Regions from separate parts of the Mus musculus genome. Here regions 2 and 3 are each linked to region 1. The links are chromatin contacts, called in public HiChIP or PLAC-seq maps. All regions are on one chromosome and are shown on one strand. The core of a region is the stretch at or near the end of the contact, and the rest is flanking DNA. Distances in the headings are between cores, read along the strand shown.

Region 1 (3,823 bases), core at 524-3,023:
AGGGTCTCTGGTCTGTAACCTCAAACTCTTGATCCTGAAAGAGTAGTAAAAACAAAATTCTAGGCCTTTGGGCCCAGGCTTGGGAATGTGATCTTTGTGGCTCAATGCTCCAAGGTATGCTAATCATAAAACAGATAGTGACATCCCCCCACCCACCCACTTCCTGGGTTCAAGGAGTATTCATTCAAAGAAAGTCACCCTGACCCACCCTGACCATTGCTGGAACCCGCTATGCAAATGTGCTATTGTTAGGGGCTCTTAGAAACTGTCTTGAGAAATAACCCTCACAATTACCAGGTATTCCTTGTGACACCTGTGACTTTGTACTTCCTTGTGACTCTTAACTGGTATTTTTGGTATTTTCCAACAACGCCCTTCCCACCTCCTTGAGTTGTGCTTTCTTCCTTTAAATACCCCCTTATCCAGCTACTCGGGGCGCCACGGTCCTCTACCCCTGCGTGGTGTATGACCGTGGGCCCTAGAGCACTCTTGAATAAAAATCCTCTTGCAGTTTGCAGCAAGACCGTTTCTTGTGGGTGATTTTGGTGTGTCACCTCTCCTGAGTCAGAAGGTGGGGGAGTCCTCACGTTGTGGGTCTTTCAATCCTTCAATCTCAGACTCTTGGGGGGCTGGTGTGGGGTGTGGGCTGGGATTACAAGGGGTTTTGTTTTGTTCTGTTTCGGGTTTTTGTTTTTTTTTTTTAATCTCATAATGTAGCTATTTTTATCCATCAGGAAGGCTTGAGGGAGGAAGCAATGCTAAGGCCTTTCAGATAACAAAACTCAAAGTGGATTCAATGAAAGCAGATAGTGGAGTACACATCGGTAAACCCAGGACAGCCTCGGCTGAAGTAGGAGGCTAAGGATTTGAGGCCAGGCTAGGATACAAAGTCAAATGAAGAGCAGCCTGGGAAGAAGAAACCTTATCATAAAAACAGAAACAAAGCCCACTGAGCAGCAGCAGCAGCGGCAACCAGAGAACAGATAACATTGTTCCTCGATGTCTGTTAAATTGCCTTTTCTAAAAATGTGAAGAAATTAAATGAGCTGAGTTTGGCACTAGGGAGATGAAGACAGCGAGCCCAGGATCTCAAGGCCTTCACTTCAATCTTCGCCACCAAGACACCCACCCACCCACCTCACCCCCCAAAAAAAAGAAAGAAAGAAAGAAAGAAAGAAAATAAGAAAAACGTGGCATGTTGGGAAGATGGGGGTAAAGAGAAGAAGGGTTTGTTTGTTTGTTTGTTTGTTTGTTTTGCTTTGTTTTGAGACAGGGTCCCTCTATTTAGCCTTGGCTGTCCTGGAACTTGCTATGTAAACAAACCACTATGGCCTCAAAACCAGAGATCCCCCTGCCTCTGCCACCCAGTGGTGAGAATAAGGCATGCATCTACATGCCTGTCCTTAGTATTATCAATAAAACAATAACAGACACAGAAGAAACCTCAAGGACAATCTTATTAGAGAAATGCCGGGACAGGCAAGCTTTCCATCCTAGCAGCTGTCCGGAGGAGGGAGATGCGAAGGACAAGGAGAAAAGGCCACACTGTCCTAGTTAAGCTGGCGTGGAGGTCAGCCACCAGGCCCACAAGCAACCACACAGCGTAGGGGAGCAATAGAGAGGGAGTGGAAAGGCCCAGAAAAAGCACACTGGGGTGTGGCCAGCATTGGAAAGACGAGAGAAAGGAGCAGAAATTGTCCCTTCTAAGTCAGGAACTAGAAAGGCGGGTAGGACTAATAGAGCTTTGCTGGCGGCACGTGAGGATCACGGGACAGAAAAGCAGGTGATCCCATCACGGGGCTAATTGTTGCTCCTTTCTGGTTAAGGTGGCTTAAGGCGAGCAGGCGAGCAGGCGAGCAGGAATTTGAAGGTGGGCGGGGCAGGTGGGGAGAATGGGGGTTCCTTAGCCAGGGTATTGACCTGTCTAACTAGACGATATACCCAGCTATAAGCAAGGGCACAGAGAAACCACAAACTGGACCACTCCATGAATACAATAAAGGGTTTATTTTATTGAGGGTCAAACTGCCAAAGCTACAGAGGTAGGCAGAGAGAAGATCAAAATGGCAGAAAAGCAAGGGGTGGGCTCTATGACAGTCAACAGGACGAAGGCCTTTGAGCTGACTCAAGCTTTGTGAACTGACCTGGAGACAAGGTTCCCTTGCTCAATGTGGATGACCTTTGAGTTTGGATTAAGGAAGGCTCCTGGCAAACAGAAACCCACCTTAGGCCTTTACACAACAACAATCCTTCTGTTTACCAAGCCAAAGTCCTGTTTTAGACATTGTCACCAGCACTGCCATTTGGGAGACCTCTTTGGACCTAGCATCAGCCAGGTCAGGGACTGTATTCTCTTGATCAGAGGAGCTCTTCCTCAGTAAACCTTTACTGCTATTACATATAATACTGTCTCAAAACCACAAAAGAGAAAAAAAGAAAGATTAAGAAAAATATGTCCCATATATACTGCACTCCTTCCTTAATCATTAATAAATATCTCAATTGGATGCTCCCAGCCATCCATTGGACAGAGGACAGGGTCCCCAATGAAGGAACTAGAAAAAGTACCCAAGGAGCTGAAGGGGTTTGCAGCCCCATAGGAGGAACAACAATATGAACTAACCAGTACCCCCAGAGCTCCCAGGGACTAAACCACCAACCAACCAAAGAGTAGACATGGTGGGACTCATGGCTCTAGCTGCTGTATATGTAGCAGAGGATGGCCTAGTCAGTCATCAATGGGAGGAGAGGCCCTTGGTCCTGTGAAGGTTCTACGCCCCAGTGTAGGGGAATGCCAGGGCCAGGAAGTGGGAGTGGGTGGGTTGGGGAGCAGGGGGAGGTGGGGAGCAGATAGGGGATTGCAAGCTAGGCAGCGGTGGCACACGCCTTGGATCCCAGCACTCGGGAAGCAGAGACAGGGTTATCTCTGACTTTAATCATTAATAAATATCTCAAACAACTTGTATAGGGGTTGGAGAGATGGCTCGGCAGCTAAGAGCATTTGCTGCTCTTACAGAGGAGTGGGGTTCAATTCCTAGTATCCATGTCAACCCCCTGTAAGCCAAGCTCCAGGAATCGGACAGCCTGGTCTACAGAGCGAGTTCTAGGACAGCCAGGGATATACAGCCTTGTTTTGAAAAAAGAAAAGAAATAAGGAAGGAAGGAGGAAGGAGGAAGGAAGGAAGGAAGGAAGGAAGGAAGGAAGGAAGGAAGGAAGGAAACTAGTTATACCACTCCTGGGCATATGCTCAAAGGACTGTATATCTACCATGGAGATGCCCTTGTTGGATGTTCATGTTCATGCCTCTCTATTTACAATAATAAGGAAATGTAATTAATCTAAATGCCCAGAAGAGACGAGAGGATAATGAAAACACGATGCCTAGGCACAACAGAATTTCATTCAGCCTTAAAGAAAAATAAAATTATGAACATTTCAGAAAAAAAAAGGGTGTGGACATGATTATACTGTGAGGTCACCTGATTCAGAAGGACACATCTGATCTCCCTCAGAGACTTTAATTTTCATTTATACGTATATGTGGGTGTTGGTGCGGGTATCGGTCATGAAATCAAATTGTGAAACTGGAAATCGGGAGATATTCCAGAGAAAGATATATCGAGGAAAAGATGATAGATAGAACACTATCTGACTTGAAATGAAAAAAAAAATGGCAGGAGTAGACATGTACAGGGAGGAAAGGACCAACAAAAATAAATTACACGTGAAAACGGCCACAAAGAAACCTATTACTTTACATAATTAAAGTGCAAGGCACTAGCTAGCCAGGCTGGGGGGCAGGGGTGTGTGCAGAGATGGCTG
Region 2 (3,823 bases), core at 587-3,086, 190 kb before region 1:
TAGAGCATGAGGCAAATCATGATCAGCTGATTCTGACAGGTCAAAGCAAGCCTGGAATTAAAACAAAAACACATTCTTTTTGGGTTGTTGTTTTTAGATTTATTATTTTTTTATTTCATGTATGTGAGTACACTTTCACTGTCTTCAGACATACCAGAAGAGGGCATCGGATCCCCATTACAGATGATTATAAGCCACCATGTGGTTGCTGGGAGTTGAACTCACGGTCTCTGGAAAAGCAGTCAGTGCTTTTAACTGCTGAGCCATCTCTCCAGCCTCCAAAACACATTCTTATAATATTTCTGTGTGCGTGTTTTTTTTTTCTTTTAAAAAGAAACCAAAGTTCCAGAATCTGTCGTGTGGACACCCGACCTATTGATACACATGGGTGCTGGCCCTGTGCATTGAGTGAGTTATTAAAGTTCTTTCAAATACCATCCATGGAGAAATGGCTTCCCACCTTCCATGAGGCTAGTATTTATCCAAAACTGGATAAAATAACATCAAACACAAGATTATAGACCCATATCTCTCATAATGCATATGCAAATTTTCTTTAAATATCTTACCAAAAGAACCCAGTAATATAAAGGATAATATAACATGATCATATTAATCCAATGACAGAAAGCTTAATGGTCACTTGGGGACTGGGAATGAAAGAATACATGAGAATGGTTAAAGAAAGGTTCTAACAGGATTTTGAAAGTGATGGATACATTTACAATCTTAATTTTGATTAGTGTATAGACAAAAGATTTATCAAATTGTTCACTTTAAGTGTGTGCGGTTTATCATACACCACTATGAAATATCATATACTATACCTTAAAAAGCTCCTTAAGAAAGCATTTTGTCTGGTAATCTTGCCTTCGGCTGTTTAGGAGAATGAAGTGCAAACAGGGCATTTTGTTCTTATGTCTATATATTCACAAATCACTTTAGTTAAGAACACTCATGCAGCTACCTTGGGATTCTGTTCCCAACATCCACATGGTCGCTCACAACCATTTATCCGGTTCCAGCGGACACCGTGGACACCAGATACCCACAAGGTGCACATATATACATGCAGGTAAATCACTAATACGCATAAACTAAATCAGTGTGTGTGTGCCTCTTTGAATGGGTTCGCTCGCTCTTAGAAGCGCCTGAGGTCCAGGCTAAGGCTGGAAATTGGCCGAGAAGAGTTCAGCTGAGTGGAGCCCATGAGAGTAGGGACTAAGCAGAGGCTGAGGACAGACGTTACAAGCAGCAGGCACAACCCTGGGAAAGAAACCAGGCGGCCCACGCCCAGGGAGCGTTCCTAGAGGCCAGGATGCCATGAAGTCCAGTGACTCTTCGCGCACAACCAAGATCGTTGTACCCATGAGAGCGCAAACGCACAGCGAGAGCAGGCTGCTCCAGCTCTGCGCGCCCGGGCTGCAGGAGCCTTGCGGTGTGGGACACCCTGGGCGGAGGCCCGGAGGGCGGGACAGCGCAGCCCGGCTCCTCCCTTAACTGAGCGGGGCGAGGATTCGACGCGCCTCTTCCACGCCTTCCTCCTCGCTGCACCACAGAGCAGCCTGCAGGGTGTGTGGGGGCGATGGCGCCGCTTCGTCCCCCCCAGAATGTGAGAAGCCTCACCTACAACCCGAAGTGAGAGGACGGAATGGCAGGACCTCACGACGTCACGCAGCCCTCGCTGCTGCCAAAGCTGTTACGCCCAGCCAATGGGCTGAGGCGGGCGGGCCGCGGAGGCGGAGCCTGAAGTACTTGAAGCCCCGGGATGCCCTGGGCTGACTCGAGCAAGCCTTGGGGGGGGCCGAGCCTGAGGTGGGTGGAGCCTGGGGGCTTCCAAAGTTCTGCGGTGGGCGGGCCTAAGAGGAGGAGCCTGAGGTGGGTGGAGCCTGGGACAACCCGAGGTTTAAGGCGAAAGGAACCTGAAGTGGGTGGAGCCCAAAGTAGGCGGAGCCCTGAGGCTGAGGGTCGCCGAGGGGGTTGGGGCTATTCGGTAACGCAGATGCCCACCTTACGGGGGCGGGACCTGTGTCCCCTTTCCCAGTGTGCGCCGCGCTGCTGGGTCTCACGCGCGCGCGCTTTTTTCCTTTAGTAACTCCGCCCTTACAAGGATGCTGCAAAGGAGCAAATAGAAACTTACAAAGTGGGGGTGTGGCCTTTCCTCAACCGGGACCTAGGAGTTTGAACTTCCTCGGAAAAGTCAAGGCTTAGTCTCATTAACGCGTAGAAAAGAGCAGAAAACCATGGATTGCTCGGGGTGGGTCGCCGTGGGCTGTGACGGCTGGCGTTTGTGAGCGTGCTGCTGATCTGCAGTCTATGCAGCGGAAGACTCGGCTGAAAGTGAGACAGACACAAGCGCCTTCCCGAAGCTTCACACTACGGAGACGTGAATTCGGGTGTGGCGTTACCTTAGAAATATCAAGAGAAAGTTTCTTCCTTTTTGTTCAGAAACAACAGTTTGTTAAAAAAAAAAAATAGTTCTGGAAGTAAGAGTGATATAGTCAAAGAAGAAATTACCACTCCCGGGAGAGACTATATGACAAGGGATGTGAATTTGGCTTAAGTTTGCCTTTGAAAAGGACACGCCTATGGGAAAAAGTGTTTACGAAGATTCTTATTTGAAAACATTCAAGTAGCTATTGAATGGTTCGAGGGAAAGCTGAGCTACGTGTCTGCTTCTGATCTTTCCGTTTACAGCTTTAGTACCTCGGGCACGTTCCCTAGCATTTCCATGCCCAAGTTTCTTTGCAAAAACAAAACAAAACAAAACGCATGTTGATGACTGGCTACTTGGATGCTCATGGTTGCGGGTTAGAGAACATTGACCTCTCCCAAAGAATTGCTTCTTCTAGGGTCTCAGTTTAGCATAGCTTAGTTCATTAAGGGCAATAACCCAGGAATCATCCAGAACTTTAGTCGATTGCTGCGTAGGAAACAGAAACTTTCAGATTCTTCAACACATTGCAAAAGACCCAAAGATAAAATTATTACAGGTGACGTTGTTCTAGGAACGTTACCAAAGGTTCCCCAGGCTCTATTTTTAAACGACCATAGTAAGCCATCAAATTTCTTGTGCTTCCAGAACCAGTTGAGTCAAAAAATCAACACCTTCTGAGAGTCCAGCATCAAAAGGTGAGACTGTTTGAAAATGGCTATCAACAACCAAATGGCTTTAAACCAGAAGACATTCGTTGTATGACCTTGGGTTTAGGTGTCTACAGGAAGATTTGTCTTGTCACTGAAGGATTGATACCCAAGAAACAGAATCTATGTATCCTGGTAAAAAGCTGTTAGTATTGCCAAAGATTGCTGGTCTAGCTCTGTAGTCAGAGTAAATAAAGATTTGAATTTGAAACCCAAGTTTTCAGACTTTTAATTTCATAATTAACCTTATAAATTACATTGTCTGTTAAAGTATGCTATAATGTGTGATGGAATAATTGCATTTATATGTAAGTACACTGTACCTGACTTCAGACACCGCAGAAGAGAGCATCAGATCTCATTACAGATGGTTGTGAGCTACCATGTAGTTGCTAGGATTTGAACTCAGAACCTTTGGAAGAGCAGCCAGTGCTCTTAACTGCTGAGCCATCTCTCCATCCCAATAAATGCATTTTTTGGTCATGAGACTTTCCCAATATATATTCATTTTCTCCTTTACCAGTTATAGAAAAAAACAGCATGAAGGTCAGATTCATTTGTTCTCACATAAATCTTCTATACTAGTCATTAGCAAAATACACTTTTAAAATAATATCCAAGGGATATCAAATTAGACTAAATAAATATATGCGTGTGGATATATATGTGTATATAACTT
Region 3 (3,823 bases), core at 485-2,984, 150 kb before region 1:
CCTCTGGGACAACCCCCCCGACCCCCGACCCCCGGAAGAGGTAAGAAAATTGAACAAACCTGGGCTCGAACTTCCAAAGGAAGCCTGGGAGAGTGAGAGAGAGAAAAGAAAACTGTGAGGTTGAATCCTGTAGCAAGGAAAAGGAGGCAGCGCAGGCAACAGGGCGCAGAGGGGGCGGAGCCGAGCGCTCCCAGGCAGCTGCCAAAAAGTGCAAGACGTAGCTTCGCTCCAATCGCTCCCGGCCCCTTTCGGGCCCCCTCTTGGCTGCCTCGCCTTCCTCCCCAAGTCCCCAGTGTACAAACTCGCAGACTCCGGACGAGGGCTGGAGTTGAAACGGGCAACTCCGAGACACCGTTTAGAGCTCGGCAAGTTACAAAGCCGGGAAGCCGAAGCCAGAGCTTACCCGGCTCGCAGCATCAATCCTTCATCCCGGGCATCTCACGAGTCCCCCGACTACAGCAGCTCACCCAGCTCTCCGCTGGCCCTAGAGCAACTCCTCGAAACGCAACCCCGTCCCCTAGGAGGGTCTCACCCTCTGAGACACACACACACAGCCTGCCCTTGGAGTGCGCGGGCGCCCCAACTCCAGGGTTTGTCGACTGCCCCAAGCGTAGGCCAGCTCGACCCTGACACTGGTCCCCAACCCAACGCGGGAGCACCCTCCCGCCCCCACCTCCCCACCCCCACCCACCAGCCGCTGAGGTCGGAGGAGCCGCGACCACTGAGTCTGGGACCAGCCGGGTCCTCCCCCGGGGGAGCGGTCGGTCCCCGGCCCGCCAGCTCGGCCCTAGCACACACAGCTCGCTCCTGCCCAGCCCCGGTGCTCCCATCACGCCGCCCCCTCCCCCAGCTTGCCCGTCCCAGGGGAGCCCGGTGCCCGGCAGCCCGGGTCGCCCGGTGCCCCCCCCCCCAAGTCCGGCCCGGGGTAAAGAGACTCTCGGGCCGCTCGGCGGGCGAGGGCGTCGAGGTGTGGGTCGGTCTCTGCGCCCGGGGACGCCGCACCTCGCAGGCTTCGGGGTAGAGAGTCCCGCTCCGCTCCCGCTGGCCTCGGAGCCCCCGGTCAGGAGAGGCGGCGGGCGGCCGGATTGCCGAGGGCCGGGTCGGCTCACTCCGGCGGGGCAGTGGCGCAGCCCGCTCTCCGCGCTGCATTCCAGCCGCCGACCGAGGATCGGCCGCTCTCCACCCACCCCGATCCCGGGAGGAGGCGCCGAGCGAACGGCGGCCCGCGTCAGCCGCCCCGGCCACGGCCCGGAGGCTACCCCGGCCCGAGGCTCGCCGCCGCCGCCCTCCGCCGCCCGGCCCCGCCGCCCGGCCCGGCCGGGGTCGGAGCCGCCGCGGCCTAGTCCCGAAGGGAGACCGCTCCCGCGCCCGCTCCCGCCCCTCCGGCAGCCTCGCCGCGCCTCGCCGCCGCCCCGCGCCCCCCATCCCCCGTCGCCGCCGCGCCGCCTTCCGAGGACCCGCGGGAGGAGCCGTGGCTCTCGGGCCGGCTGCGGGGCTTCGGAGGGCCGCCCGGCTCCCGCTCCAGCACGGCCGCCGCTGCCCGGTTTCTCCGCTCACCTCCGCCATATTGGTACCTTTAGGGCGAACGAGCAGCGCCGAGCCCAGTCCCCGGATGGGGCGCCTGAGCCAATCGCAGCCGCCGCCGCCGCTGCCGCCGCCGCGGCCCGCCAGGCACCCGCCCGGAGGCAGAGGCGGCTCGGCCCCTTATAGGGCAGGCCGGCCCGCGACGCCCCCGGCCCGCTCGCACACCCACGCCGTCCGGCGCTCCCGCGGCCGCCGCTCCTGCACGCGCCCGCCCCGCGCGCCCACGGCGCTCTGCCCCGGCTGGAGTAAAGTTCCAGCTGAACTGCGGGCGAGCGCGGGGACCGGCCGGTGGGTGCGGTGGGGGGGCCGGAGGGAGGGAGGGAGGGAGGGAGGGCGAGCCCGGGGCGGGGGAGGAAGGAGGGTGGCGGGAGACTCGGAGGAGGACTCGACGGACTTTCCCGAAGTGAGAAGAGTACGCGATGGCAAGTGAGCGAGCCGCTGATGGGCAAAAGAGGAGAGAGACCCGGACAGGAAGCAGGACGGCTAGGCACCTGCAGGAATGGAATGCGCATCGGCGTTCAGTGGCTTGGAGTGAACTGTGGAAGTAGACATTTGCCAGACAGGCTCTGGAAGATGATGGCAATTCAGAAGGCAGAAAGACTGACAGACGGAGCCAGACATGATGAGCGTGCTTGCGCGACATTCATAGCCTGTACACTTTTTTTTTTTTAAAGACCAGTTCTAGGAGTTATTAATCACAAATAGTCTAGAAGATGACCCGAAGATATACACTTGATAAACCTTTTAAAAAGCAGAGTGTCAAAGACCCTGAACCAAATTGCAAAAACTGCCTCTCACACCTACCTCGGGGGTAAATAAAAACAACATTGTTTGAGATTATACATACAATAAATGTGGTCTCCTGGATAAGTGGATACATGGAAGAGAGAGAGAGACTTAGCAGATGTATCTGTTTCTGCATAGGCTTCAAGAAATAATCCTGTGTATGAAAACAGATCCATGAGAAGATAATATACAAACAGGAAGGTGTGCTAAGACCTTACAGGGGCTTAGAGTGTCCGTGAAGACCAGAGCTCTCCTCCCAGATGCCTGCCAGGAGCTTGTAATAAATATTAATGGCAAAATGAGGTTTGCACTGTAGCTTCATAAATTTAAGCATTTTTAAGATGCTAAAACTTTTCATAACTTTAAACCTTAATTACACTGTTCAGGTTTGAGCCTAGGGTCTCCAATTCCCTCACTGGATGAGGATGGAGATGGGTTATGGGAAGAAGCAACGGTTACTTTTAAAGAGGATTACCAAGGCAAAAAAAAAAAAAAAATCAACCTAAAAACACGGGTAAAAGTTATTTATTCGTGGAAATTTTACAGAAGAAAAAAGTCACTCAACTTCAAAACATCCAAAAGACATGGAAAATTACACTTCCCCTACTGTGAATGATATCACAAACTTTTGTCCAATCAAATAACTCAAAAACAGGCTTGGCACATGTTGTCCCTACCATCTTCAACGAGGCGTTCAAAGTTGTAAAAGTTAAAAAACAAAACAAAACAAAAAACCCTGTGGCTTGAAATGGAGCAGAGTGACCAGGGTTAGTGAGGGGCAGTGCGCACCCACACCCTCTGATAAAGCCAGAAAGCACTGCTCAGCAGCTCGGCTCCAGCCAGGTAGCCAACAGCCTGCCCCTTATTTACATCATAAAAAAAAAAAAGTTTCATCCTACAAATTTATCACATCCTCACAAGTGTGGCCTTAGATTCTCCTGGCCAATTCTGAGAAATATATGGCCTTGCAGTTCTCCATGAACAGAGTAGTAAGGTTTCTTCAGGTTCTCTTGACATTTTGACAGCTTTGACGAATTGTATTGTATATAAGCAAAACTTGAAAAGGTAACCAGGGAGCCTGGGCTTAAATATTAGAGGTCTCAATTTTATCAAATCCATGAGCAAAATAACAAAATTTCAGAAAGCAGTCATGATAGAAATAGCAGCAGCTGCAACTTCTGCAAGTGTCTGTTTGCCTGGTTCTTAGAAACCTCATCAAACTCTCCACGAGTCTGGAAAGTCATTATCATACTCTCCAGTAGCAAGAGGTGCTTTTCCATCCACAGTTTGGGCAGAGCTCCAGCCGGTCTCCTTTATCACAGCCTGCACCAAGCTGGTGTAGGCTGCAGCTGCTTTGTCTCAGCATGGCCTAGAACGGTGGAGGCCTTTGCTGCCAGGGATGCCTGAACTTTAGGGTTGTTAAAATGGAGCCCTCTTTATAAACACGTTCACC

Evidence for each region. HiChIP or PLAC-seq counts read pairs in DNA pulled down with a chosen protein or histone mark.
Region 2: a contact with region 1 is called in an H3K4me3 HiChIP or PLAC-seq map of embryonic stem cells, with 36 read pairs. The contact joins two enhancer-like sites. A contact is called at or near these places in 10 of 39 promoter capture datasets (the 3T3-L1 cell line, 3T3-L1-derived adipocytes, the C10 cell line and 6 more), 4 of 15 datasets of contacts at CTCF or cohesin (CD8 T cells, the G1E-ER4 cell line, large pre-B cells and 1 more), 3 of 484 Hi-C or Micro-C datasets (bone marrow-derived macrophages, liver and pre-B cells), 8 of 115 datasets of contacts at active chromatin or transcription factors (bone marrow-derived macrophages, embryonic stem cells, fetal liver and 1 more) and 1 of 9 other capture datasets (embryonic stem cells).
Region 3: an H3K4me3 HiChIP or PLAC-seq map of embryonic stem cells shows a contact between it and region 1, with 20 read pairs. The contact joins the promoter of Mier3 here to the enhancer-like site in region 1. A contact is called at or near these places in 3 of 39 promoter capture datasets (the 3T3-L1 cell line, the C10 cell line and pre-B cells), 7 of 484 Hi-C or Micro-C datasets (the G1E-ER4 cell line, bone marrow-derived macrophages, embryonic stem cells and 1 more), 13 of 115 datasets of contacts at active chromatin or transcription factors (the 230-238 cell line, craniofacial prominence, embryonic forebrain and 6 more) and 3 of 9 other capture datasets (adipose tissue, liver and pancreatic islet).

Annotation. Positions count from the first base shown.
Region 1 is chr13:111,530,316-111,534,138 of GRCm38.p6, reverse strand. The region is part of intron 1 of Gm15290 (predicted gene 15290); the gene reads left to right. Among named protein-coding and RNA genes, the nearest start is that of Gm15290, 18 kb to the left of the region's middle. Within about 2 kb of position 1,773, at least 16 of the 459 cell types and tissues checked have an H3K27ac peak or open chromatin away from gene starts, as enhancers often do. A contact at or near this core is called in embryonic stem cells and liver, where this site is marked.
Region 2 is chr13:111,723,459-111,727,281 of GRCm38.p6, reverse strand. It overlaps the pseudogene Gm15488. Among named protein-coding and RNA genes, the nearest start is that of Mier3, 39 kb to the right of the region's middle. Within about 2 kb of position 1,836, at least 391 of the 459 cell types and tissues checked have an H3K27ac peak or open chromatin away from gene starts, as enhancers often do. A contact at or near this core is called in embryonic stem cells and liver, where this site is marked.
Region 3 is chr13:111,684,089-111,687,911 of GRCm38.p6, reverse strand. It overlaps Mier3 (MIER family member 3), which reads right to left and starts at 1,734. Exons shown (of 13, transcript NM_172593.3): 1 at 1,558-1,734; 2 at 60-84. The coding sequence starts at 1,566.